2 separate regions of the Mus musculus genome follow, and region 1 is linked to region 2. Evidence: chromatin contacts called from public promoter capture Hi-C data. All regions are on one chromosome and are shown on one strand. The core of a region is the stretch at or near the end of the contact, and the rest is flanking DNA. Distances in the headings are between cores, read along the strand shown. Region 1 holds the start of Zfp455 (zinc finger protein 455). Region 2 holds the start of 4930525G20Rik (RIKEN cDNA 4930525G20 gene).

Region 1 (6,018 bases), core at 2,010-4,509, 640 kb before region 2:
ACACAAATATCCAACTGAGAGGATAGCCACAAAAAAATGATTGTTAGTGAGGAAAGTGGGAAACTTCAGTGTGGCTAGTACATGATGTTTTTGGAAGTAACAGAATAAATAATGTATAAACTGTAGAGAGAAATTGAGACTGGAAAGAAGGTGTCTGGGGACAGAAAGCAGAGGCTGATATTGAAAATTGCTTGTCCTGCAAGCCTTAAAACATGGTTTATGAACAACAGAATCCATGTAATTGTGGAAGGAGAGTAGAGGGCTGGGCAGTGTTCAAGTGAACATGAATGGAGCCAGGATAAGATGGAACTTTGATATTTAAGAACTACCTCATGTCCAGATTGACCTATGGGGAATACAGACTACCATCGACCAGGTTCATCTAAAGACTGTGTTCCAAAGCAATATACGACAGGGAAGATAATTATCTCTGAAACTCACTTCCAGACACCAATATCTGATAAGGTTATTCAAGTGTTGATGATTTTCAGACTCAGGAACCTAGAATTATTGACTGTTCACATGATGAGTTCATGAATCATGCAGGAGAAATTTTCTGTTAATGTTTCTTATGAGATTTTTTTCTGGTAGATCATCTAGGAAAGAAGATCGTCTCTACATATGTGTGTCTCTACACTTTAGCAGTAGTCCTTCGACGGTAAGGGCAGTGCCGAACAGAAGCATTCATTGGTCTCTCACTCATGAATGTGCTTTTGACTTGACCAACATCAGTTTCCATTCCAAGGAAACATCACATTTTGGAGGTGGGCTTCATTAGCCTTAAGAAAGTAAGCTTGTGAGTAGGCATGGGGAATTCAGAGTTCTTTACAAGACTCACAGGAGTCTCACTGATGAAGCTGATATAAACATTAAGGACTATAGAGGCTGAGAACCCTGTTATCACTGCAGCATCCTACAAGACAAGAATCGTCTGCAGGCATGCAACTTTCCTGAGTTCTTACCCAGAATCCAGTCACATGTCGCTGCCTTGAGCCACCTGTATTCCTGTGCTATCTCTCAATCAAATGCCTGTCAGCAAAACTAGTAAACTCTTGATTCATGATAGAGTCTTGGGTGGAATCTTTCCTACGTCTGTCATTACACCCTGGTCTGATGGGAGCAGACTCTTCTTCTGTTCTTCACTGGAAAAATCACAGAATGGAGTGTCTTATTCATTGTGGTGGAAACACATAAAGCAGTTTGATTTCCTGCTGGTGGTTGAAGAGCTGAGAAGTCATTCCACTTCAGGGAACATGGCAGCAAGCAGGCAGTCATGGTCCTGTGTAGGAGCAGACAGCTTACTCTTTGATCCACACTGGAGCACATACAGATAACTGGAAACTGCATGCTATTGTGTAATGAAAAAGCCTAGTGACATTTTCTTGTGACAAGGTCACACCTCCCACTCTTTCACAAATATTTCCCACCAACTGAGACCGAAGCATCAGTTGTATGAGGCTGTAGGGTACTATTCTCATTCTACAACCTCAGTGAATCTAAAGTTATAGACATTGTGAGATCCCCTATTCTTGTTATAGAGATGGGCAATCCTGGTACTTTGTCCAGAGCCAACATTAAATCTCCTCTGTGACAAGAGCACATCCATGGAAGTCTCTGCCTTGTGGAAGTGGAATTTCATTTGAAATTTTGATTTCATTGGAAAGCCCATTGTGGGGACTTTATGCTCATAACTACACTTTCAGGAAAGCTCTCCAGGTTCAGAACACAGCGACAAAGGAAACTCTCTTGGGGCCTGATACTAACCTAGATGAAAGCAGAACTGGACAGCACTGTATATGTTGTACTAGTTGTGGAGGCTCTGAGGTGCATCCTGTAGGTCAGCATGGAGCTTTGCAGCCATGCTAAGAGAAATGCTTCACCATGTAACTGGTAGGGTGTATACTGTCCTTCCTAATATCTTGGTGGGATCACACTTCATAAAACATGCAGGTGACAGCTAAGTGGACTTGGAACCCCACCATAGCCTCATGTTAGAAACATAGCAACATCTAGAAAGGGGATGTCTGTGCTTTAGAACACACAGATGAAGTTTAGGTTGACACTGTTCTTTGACATCCAAATGATTCAGCAACCACAGACCCAATGCATATGATGATGTAGGGGTTAGGTTTTCACAGCACATTCCTCTCGAACTTATTCTTATCCTTCCCTGCCTGGTCACTATTCCTCCTTTTGGAAAAGGCAGGTTTCCACTGGTCCATGGTAGGTTGAAGGAGTAATCTTGTAAGCACTTTGAAATAAGCAATTGATTGAATTACAACATCAAGAGACTTTGGGCTTTGACTGTCTTGGGACTATTAAAGTCTATGGGCATGTTGAGAAGTGAATTGTCTTTCTTAGAAACAGATGAAAGTGAAACTCTCAGAGGCTTCCAGGTTACAGAGTATGGTGTTTTTTTTTAACGTATTTGATTGTCAAATTCCAATAAACTTATTTGATATTTCTGATTTGTTTTTGAAATAATCATTTCTCTGTCCTGATTTTGAGAAACTGAGGTTAGTTCAGGGCAGATGCTTTGACTTTCAAAATATTGTCACATAGGAACACTTGTAGATCAGAGCAGGGAAAGGAAATTGAGTAAGAAAGATCAGACCTCTGCAGAGAGAATTCTAACAATGGATAATGGGCCAGTGGCCAGTACACATACCAGTGTGACCTCAGGAGCTGTGTCCTCCCAAGTGTAATCTGAGCAGGGGAAGGAACAACAACATCAACAACGGGCAAACATACCCAGTGGCTTATGTGTACCTGTGTTTGTGAACAACCATTGGAGACCGTTAAAATTGTAGTACAGCTCCCACTAAAAAGGAATTTCTTAAATATATATTAACATTTTAAAGTTTTAACTTTGTTAAATGATCTATACTCTCAATGTGTCCCTGACCAACTAACCACAGTATATACATCCTAATATTTACACAAAACTGTTTTTCATGATGTGGAATCTGATCCATGTATGTCTCATGCAGAGTGTAATTGCAAAGGAACAAGTATTATTTATTTATTTGCAATACTGAGTATTATGACAGAGTCTACATTAGAGTCGAGCGCTTTAAAGTAGGCCAAGTACCTACCATAGTACCTACCATAGTATAATAGTAAAGAAAACAGAGAGAAGGCTACAAATCTAAGACCAGGGAAAGACCACATTCAGTTCCAGGAATAGCTTCGCAAAGACTTCTGGGATATGTAGTCCAAGCAACTGTGCCATCACGAGGAGCCATCCAGGCAATCCCACTTTAGCTTTCGTTTTGTACATTGTGCCTTCCTCAAAGTTTTTGCGAGAGTCCTGAACGGCTGTACACGCCTGTTGTCTCTGTCATGGAGGTTGGTTCATGAAACAGCACAGCCTGGGGCTTTGTGCAAGCATCGGGCTGGGAAAAGGCGGGGAGAGTGGGTGTGGGGAAGGTGGGGACTGAGCGGACCTGGGCTTGGAGGGAGAACGGAAGAAAAGAAGCTGTTGGGATTTGTTGTGCTGATCTGGCTGGGTCACGTGAGGTTGCAGTTCTGGACCAGGAATGGGGCGATTGGGATTGTGTCTGAGGTGAGGGTTTTCATAGGACACCGCAGGGTGTCTTGGACATAGGAACAGACTGGTAGCAGGGGTCAGGATTGCAAGCTAGTGATGGTGAGATGACTACTTGCACCTGAGGCAGTGCTGGGAACTCTTTGACAGCTTTGCTGGGAAGCATGCTCCCCTAGCTGCCCCATTCTCAGGTGGATGCTGTCAGATGCCCCAGTCAGTACCTTTAGAGCAAATGGGGTACCTGGCCCCACTATCCTCTGTACCTGGCCTCCTCCTACGGTCCTGATTATGTTCATTTTCCCTATCAGTTAAGGAATTAAGAGAGAATAAAAATCCAAGTCCCAACAGGTCATAGATGGGAAAATCTGGAACAGAGCAGAGAGATCTGCCAGGATGGGAGGTCACTGAGAGTCTTTGACTATAGGTGAGGAAACACATGTAGTGGATACACAGAGGGAAGTCAGCAAAGCAGGCAACCTGCCACCTGGTTTTACCTTGAGGGCTGGGTTTCCTTAAACCTTGGATAGGTTTCCTGTTCATAAAGTAGGGTTGAATAATTGTAAATAAGACACAATGTCTGCTTGGCACACTATGATTATGTCAACGTGCCTTGATCAGGCCTTGAACCTGAGAACGTTTATGAGCAGGGTATTAGTATCTGGTGAAAATCTCGCGTGGCCTTGTTTTAGGGGGCCAGGCTTTTGTGTCAGGTCAGCAGGGTAAGGAAGAGCTCACAGACCTGTGTGTATTCTTGTGACTTAAAGTAAACAGACCTGTGATAGAAAGACACTTGAGCCTACTGTGAGGCACATTCCTGTCATCTCTGTATTTGTGAGGGGGAGGGGCAGGACCCTCTGGTCAACCCCTGCTTGATAGCAAATTCAAGGCCAATGTAGGCTACCTCAGTCTGTGTCAGAAAACATTTAATCATGCTTGATGGACGTGAGAAATACTCTCTATGATTCATTCCATGTCTTCCAGTGAGAGCCGTGGAAAACCCCTGCAATCAACACTTTGGTGTCTTACAAAGTACACATGCTTCCCTTCTGCCGACCCAATCCATGTGGGATTCAAACTTTGTTTTCACTAACATGCTCTTGTTAAAGATGGTACATTTGGGTGACTATTTGTTTGGATTTACTGTGTGAGGAAGGACTCTCCTCTTTCCCTTGCTTGATTATTCTTCCTATTGACAGTGAATGTTCACTCCTTTTGGATAGTTAAGTTTGTGTTAGATTCTGCCATGACCTGAGGATGCTTTCTTCTGGTCTTCCCTGAATTCTTCCAGTTTGCTCCGTCCATATCTAGGCAGAGACTCCATCATTTCTTCATTGCCTTTCTGCAGTTCTTGAATGATGCAGGCTACTGTAGTTTATGTTCATGTGTCATTTTCTGCCTCTTTTTCTGGGATATCTTCCTGTGTTCCTGTCCCAGAGGTTTAGCTGCTTGCAAATGCTTCTTACAGTTAGCTGGAACAAGCCCACGTCCTCCACTGTCCCTCACATGGGTACTGCTGTCTGCAACCAGTAAAGGAAACTGCTAGTGTGGGATGCCGTCCTCTTGCACAGGTTTAAGTCCAGGTCCCCTTGGTGTGTAGTTGTCCCCCTGATCTCCCAGGCCTCTTAATGTTAGTATGAGGGAAGGAGTTACTTGTCTGTACAACTCATGTATGAACCTTGCTGTGTTAGACATGTCATATCTGGAAAACTGGAGAGGAGGTGTGTTTGGTGATGACAGTCAGATCCTGCTGATCTGCATGTGTATGTCAGAGGCCATGAAGAGAAGTTACATGATTTGAACATTTGTCAAACACATATACAAGTAATAAACCTGAGCAGTGCAGATCCTCAATACATTGTCATTTTCTGTTATGAAACTCTCTGTTAGCCGGGCGTGGTGGCACACACCTTTAATCCCAGCACTTGGGAGGCAGAGGCAGGTGGATTTCTGAGTTCGAGGCCAGCCTGGTCTACAAAGTGAGTTTCAGGACAGCCAGGGCTACACAGAGAAACCCTGTCTCGAAAAAACCAAAAAAAAAAAAAAAAGAAAAGAAACTCTCTGTCTTCACAGAGTCCTCCATAGTCTTTTTCAAGTAAGGTGACATATAATGAGTTAACAGCTGTGTCTGCTTGCCTGATCAGTTCTTTCATATTCTCTATTCCATCCTTTACTGAATACACTCCACCTACTGGTGCTTTAAGAAGACACATAAACAATATACAGACTACTAAAATCCAAAAATACATCTAGAGGCCTAATGTATGGAACAAATGTGTTATTTATTTTAAAAATAAATCATCGTTATATAAGGAATGTTTTTCAGAGGGAAAACAAAGATGATTACATTTGGTCTTTCATATTTTTCACATTTTATTCCATTTCCTGAGTTGTATGATTTCAAGACATGGTAGCTCCATTGTGAGCATGCTGTGTTTCTCTCACAGAGAGTTGTTTTCATCTTTGCTCTGCTC
Region 2 (6,139 bases), core at 1,033-3,532:
TCGTTACACCGCTTTGGGTTTCAGGGGGGACCACACATGTCCACCTGCCCAGGAGCTGTTTTTGGATTCGAGAATGAAAAGACACACACATTACCTTATTTTTAAAATGACTTGGCTACCTCAAAGGCTGGATACCCCTAAACCTTCCCCTACTATCTGAGGCCCAATCTCCAACATATATGCTGTAGAATGTGGTTTCAATAGACTTGTCAATTATATAATAGTAAGAATAGCAAATCTAGCTCCTCAAACAATTATGATTTTTATGGTAACAACATTTAGAACATTTAGAATCCTTTAGGTTACTGTGTTATATATTCCAAATTATTATTAGGTGTGAGTATCCTTTTCTTTCTTTATTTTTATTTATTTATTTTGAGACAGGGTTTCTCTGTATAGCCCTGGCTGTCCTGGAACTCACTTTGTAGACCAGGCTGGCCTCGAACTCAGAAATCCTGCCTCTGCCTCTGCCTCCCGAGTGCTGAGATTAAAGGCGTGCACCTCCATGCCCAGCAGGTGTCAGTATCCTGTAGTGATAGTGATAGTGCTTCTCGTGTGTGTGTGTGTGTGTGTGTGTGTGTGTGTGTGTGTGTGTGTGTGTGTGTGTGTGTGTGTGTGTTGTGGAGGCTTCTGGGCACCCCACACGGGGTTCAATAATAAAGACACAGAGACATCCATATAGTGTAAGGCTGTTGCATGGGGCAGTCCCTCATTTTTATGGCTCTACCTGGCCTCCTTGCCCTGCTCCATTCTGCTTCCATCCCTCTGCCCCAATTAGCAGCAGGACTGCCCTGTCCATAAGTTAAAGTTACTTTCTGGATAAAGTCAATGAAAACTCCAGGACCTCCCTGGGGCAACTTGCTCATTAACATGACAATCTCAGAGAATACTCCTTTTGCGCAGGAAGTGACAAATATTTACATGTACAAGGCAGGTTTTGTGGGTGATAGTAAGGACAGTACCTTATATCCAGCCAATGCTAGATGCTGCCAGCAGAGCTTAACAATTGAGAATGCAGGGGTATAGTTTCATTCATAGCCAGTAGTTACGATATCTGTGGGGGATAGGTCACCTCCCAAATCTAGGCACGTTGGGGCAGAAACAAAAGCAGACCACAGGCATAAGGCAAAGGAATCTCAGAGACAGAGGGAGTGCTATCTCAGAGGAAGCAGGCTTTGAGTTCTAGCAGAGACAACAGGCATTAGGAACCAGTAAAGCTTCTCTTAACTTGAGAAACAAACAGGTAAGGCACCCTCTGGCACAGAAATCATGGCTCCAAACCCCTGGACCTAGTGAGGTTGGTTCCTGGCCTCCATGGCTGGTTAGCTTTCCTGATGGCTGAGGTCTCAGAAAGATAAAGAAGTGCAGACCAGAAGCCCCACTCCTGCCAAGGCTGCAGCTATTGCTCAGGAGGCTCCTGCAGTCACCACAGGTGGACAAGTCCTGCCTCCCTTACCTCAGGATGTGAGCACTAAAAAGCAGCACTAAGTCCAATCTACTCACCTTGCATGGGGTTCCTTTAAGGTAACAGCACACTTAGCAAACACCCAAGGATCTCATGAGTGAGTGAGGAGAGAAAATGTGTGGTGGCGCATGTCTTTAATCCCAGCACTGGGGGGTGGGGGGTGAGGGTGGGGGTGGGGGTGGTAGAGGCAGGCGGATTTCTGAGTTCGAGGCCAGCCTGGTCTACAAAGTGAGTTCCAGGACAGCCAGGGCTATACAGAGAAACCCTGTCTCGAAAAACCAAAAGAAAAAATACTGGCAATATTTTCAACCATGGGATATGACCGTGATGAATAATGAGATTCAAAACAATGTCAAATGTGCCAGAGTTGAAAGCCTACTAGGAATGGGAGTGGACAAATATTTTGTAAGTTTATGAGAATTTTGCTGCCATCTCCAACAAGACATTCTCAGTGAGCGTGAGAACCAAAGAGGCATCAAGAGCCGCTGGGAGTTAAAAAATATTAATGAATCTTAAGATGATTTTCTTTCCCACATTAGTGTATTGCTTCCTTATTTAAAAACACAACAGGGTCAGCGTGATTCTTTTTTAAAGTAAGATTAAAATTACAACATATGGCCCAGAAATGACTTGTACTCCTAAGATTTCTGTCACAGACTCGACTCACATTCACGTTATCTCCTGTTGTGGATCCGGAGGGGGGAAAACCAGCCCGACTCCCCAAGAATGTGCTGCAGACTGCTTCTTTCCTTCTATTCTCTCTCTTGGGTTGCCAGGGACAAATTCTGGAACCAGAGAAATCACCTTCGGTGGGTTACAGAAATCCCTTCGCACGGACTTCTGGGAAATGTAGTCTGGATACTGTGACGTCACAGGGAGCTAACCGGTAAACCCCCCACTAGGTTTTTGCTTAACAGAGGGGTCTTCCCCAAAGTTTTGCGAGAGTCCTGTGTGGCCGTTACATTCCTGTCGTCTGTGATGTGGAGGTTGGTTCAGAAAACAACATAGCCTGGGTCTCTGTTCCCGGTTCTGTCTCAGAGGGAGCGAAACTGAACTGGGTGGGAGGGCAGAAGCTGCTGCTTGGACCTGCCTTGCTGTACCGGCTGGGACAGGTGACGTTGCATGTCGGGACGATGAGGATTGTGCCCTAGGTGATGGTTTCCTTTGGACACTGCGTGCTGCTCTCGTGCCCTAGAGATGTTAGTGATCCCCAAACACAGGATGTGTCCTTGGCCCACAATGGTTATTTCAGCCTGTTGTTTTGTTTTGCTTTTTGTTTTTGTTTTTTGTTTTTGTGTTTGTGTTTTAGACAGAATTTCTCTTGGTTCTCATGGAACTTACTTTGTAGACCAGGCTGAACTAGAACTCACAGGGATCTTCCTGCCTCTGCCTCCCTCATCTTGGGATTGAAGCTATTCACCATGACACTCAGAGTGTCAGCATGTTCTCATCTCACACTGAAATTGTTGAGCTATTTTTAAACTAAAAATACAGAGTTGTAACTTATAGAAGAAGGAGGCCAAATATTTTTTACCATGGACTACTGATGTCAGGAAGCCAAGGTTCTGGGCCTTCCTGAGTAATGGACGCTCTGGAACAGTGGGAGAGAGAGAAGCTTGCAGTCTTGTTGCCCTGAATGCTGGATGTGTATAAGGATCATGTGGGCTACATCTTAGAATCCGATAACATACTGTTTGAGTTGAGCACAACAATACTTAGAAAAATGATCAAAGCTTATCTATACAATTATTTTAAAGGACCCCACTAATACATAAACTGCTGATATTTTCATGTATAAATAAAAAAATAATATGACTATTCTCGTTGGCCAATCTGGGGCATTATTCAATAAGACATGAATATAGAAATTAAAAAATTTTGAAATAATTAGACAGCATAGCAAACATGCTGCTCAACTACAGCACACTGATACATGCTGTCAAATGTGTAAAACACACTTCAGAAATGTCACAAACATCAACCAGTACCCATTAGAGAAAACACAGAAATGGAACATGACAAGGAACAGTGAATTCTGTTCTATGTTAAATTCTCAGTATGATTAGTCCTTTGCATGCTGGTTTCCCCGTATGTTCAGAACCTTGAATGATATTAGTCTGTGAGTTCTTCCTTTAATGTTCTACCCCTTGCCTCCTCCATCTCCTGTCCCTTGTCACTGTGCTTTGTGTCGCTGCTGAATTCTGGACAAATGCAGAAACCCAGATGACAGCCAGAGCCACCTCATTAAAGTCTGTATTTTCATATAATTTCACATTCATGGCTGTGTATATTTAGTGTTGACAAGAACCTTCTCCCTCACCAGGACTTTCTGTTGTGAGAACTGTTTATTTGTGTGGTTTATAATAAGCATATGGCATTAAATGGATGCTTCTGTGGATGTATTTATTTTACATTTCACCTGTCTTCAATGTATAGAGCCCACATGGTTTTATAGCATCTTTTACCTTGTTTTCCTTTGAAGATGGGTCCATTGTGAGGTCATATGAGTACCTTTGATGTGTCTGAAGAATATTACTCAGTGATGTGAGAAACAGGTCTAGCTCTCTTTCATCCTTACAGAATCTAGATTTGTGTCCACAGGCACATGATGCCCGTGTAAAGGTTTCTACCACTGTGATAAAGATCATGAGGAAAGGCAATTTGGAGAAGAAAGGGTTCATTTCAGCTGACATCTTCAGGTAACAGATCATCACTGAGGGAATTCAAGTCAGGAACCAGCGCAGGAACCACACAGGAACGCTGCTTATTGGCTGGTATTCCATGGCTTGCTCAGCCTGCTTTCCTATACCATACAGAAACACCTCCCCGGTGGGATCCCACCCATATTGTAGATATCTTGTTATCAATACTAATTAGGAAAATGCCATAGGCTTGGCTACAGGACAATCTCCTGGAGACATTTTTTTCAAATATTCTTCTCTTCTCAAATAATAGTGTCAACTTGACGGGAGAACTATCCAGCAGAGTTCATCATGGTATTTAAATGATTTTAGTGGTTTTAATTAATTTAAACTGTGATATCATTCATTGGTCTTCATTTCAGGAAATGCTATCATTTAGGGATGTGGCCATTGATTTCTCTGCAGAGGAGTGGGAATGCCTGGAGCCTGCTCAGTGGCATCTGTACAGGGATGTGATGCTGGAGAATTACAGCCACCTTGTGTTCCTGGGTGAGCACTGCATCTGTAGAGCATTTGTATCTCACCATCAACATGCAGCTTCCTCACCTTGTAAAATGTCTTATAGGAGCATTTCATATCCTTAAAAAAATTAGGTTGTTGTACAGCTAAGAACCACTTCACTGTTTTTCTCTTTGTATGTTTAACCTTTCTGTGTTAGAAGTATCTTCTCCTATTAGAAATTCAAGGGCATGAGGCTTGGAGTACACTTATTAATTAAAATGCTTAACAATTCAGTTTTAATATTTCTCCCTTTAAATAAAACTTAGAATCTGGATATTGTATGTCCCTATATGTATTCTGGTACTCTTGTCAGAAATCATTTTAAGGAAATAATTTTCTTTACTTGTAAACACTACTTTAAGGGTCATATCAATTCCCTGTAGACCAACTCTTATACAATCTCATTTCCTTTTCCTACGAACAGAGCTTGCTGACTCTAAGCCACAGCTGGTGACATTTCTGGAGCAAAGACAACAGTCTACTGGTGTGAAGAGACAAGAGGTAAAAACAGTGTTCCCAGGTTGGTAGGAAAGAGGAGGTCGGAACAACGTGGAGGTGCAATGGTCGGCTTCCCCATATACTTTGAAACATGATGTAGTTGTCAAGATAATCTTAGATCTCTCCATCCAATGTTTTACTTGGGTCTTTGCATCTGTTTGAGTCAGTTGGTGGCTGGAGCCTCTAACAGGATAGTTATGCAAGGCTCCTGTCTTCAAACATAACCAGAATATCACTAATAGTGTCAGGGATTGGTTCTTGCCCGTGGGTTGTGTCTCAAGTTGTGCCAGTCATTGGTTGACCATTCCCTCAGTCTCTGATCCTACATTTTTTGTAGACAGAACAAATTTTGGATCAAAACTTTTGTGGTTGGGTTAGTGTTCTTATCACTCCACTGGAGGATCCTGCCTGGCTACAGGAGGTGGCCACATCAGGTTCCATTATCCATATCTATTTAGCTGAGACGCCTAGCAGTGTGGATTTGGAACTTGAAGTATATCAATTTCTTTTCTTTTCTTTTCTTTCTTTTCTTTTCTTTTCTTTTTTAAGATTTTTTTTATTTATACAAGTACACTGTAGCTGTTTTCAGACAGACCAGAAGAGGGTATCAGATCCCCATTACAGATGATTGTGAGACACCATGTGGTTGCTGGGAATTGAACTCAGGACCTCTGGAAGAGCAGTCAGTGCTCTTACATGCTGAGTTATCTCTCCAGTCCCAGTGAAGCATATCTTAATGAGATCATTATTTCCATGGCTTGAGAACAGTATTTCATTCTCTGATTTACAACTTTCAGTGGGAGTTACTCACATGTTCTTGAAAATTCTGATTCCTGATATACAGGAAACTAGAACATTTACTCTTTTGAAGAGTCTGCTTTCATAGACACTCCTATATTTTTTTATTAGACAATCATTCTGTACCTATGATAGGGAATAAAACCATCAATATCTCTCATGATGAATCACATTT

What was found. Capture Hi-C pulls out chosen DNA fragments and counts their contacts.
Region 1: a promoter capture Hi-C map of adipose tissue shows a contact between it and region 2. The contact joins the promoter of Zfp455 here to the promoter of 4930525G20Rik in region 2. A contact is called at or near these places in 8 of 39 promoter capture datasets (cranial neural crest, frontonasal cranial neural crest, hematopoietic stem and progenitor cells and 4 more), 1 of 15 datasets of contacts at CTCF or cohesin (large pre-B cells), 5 of 484 Hi-C or Micro-C datasets (CD4 T cells, granulocyte-monocyte progenitors, macrophages and 2 more), 5 of 115 datasets of contacts at active chromatin or transcription factors (bone marrow-derived macrophages, embryonic stem cells, fibro-adipogenic progenitors and 1 more) and 3 of 9 other capture datasets (adipose tissue, liver and pancreatic islet).

Annotation. Positions count from the first base shown.
Region 1 is chr13:67,191,247-67,197,264 of GRCm38.p6, forward strand. Zfp455 (zinc finger protein 455) reads left to right here and starts at 3,260. Exons shown (of 4, transcript NM_001048204.1): 1 at 3,260-3,348. The coding sequence starts at 3,343.
Region 2 is chr13:67,828,703-67,834,841 of GRCm38.p6, forward strand. It overlaps 4930525G20Rik (RIKEN cDNA 4930525G20 gene), which reads right to left and starts at 2,283. Exons shown (of 3, transcript NR_045194.1): 1 at 2,133-2,283. It overlaps Gm10037 (predicted gene 10037), which reads left to right and starts at 2,404. Exons shown (of 4, transcript NM_001309374.1): 1 at 2,404-2,451; 2 at 4,530-4,656; 3 at 5,093-5,169. The coding sequence starts at 4,533.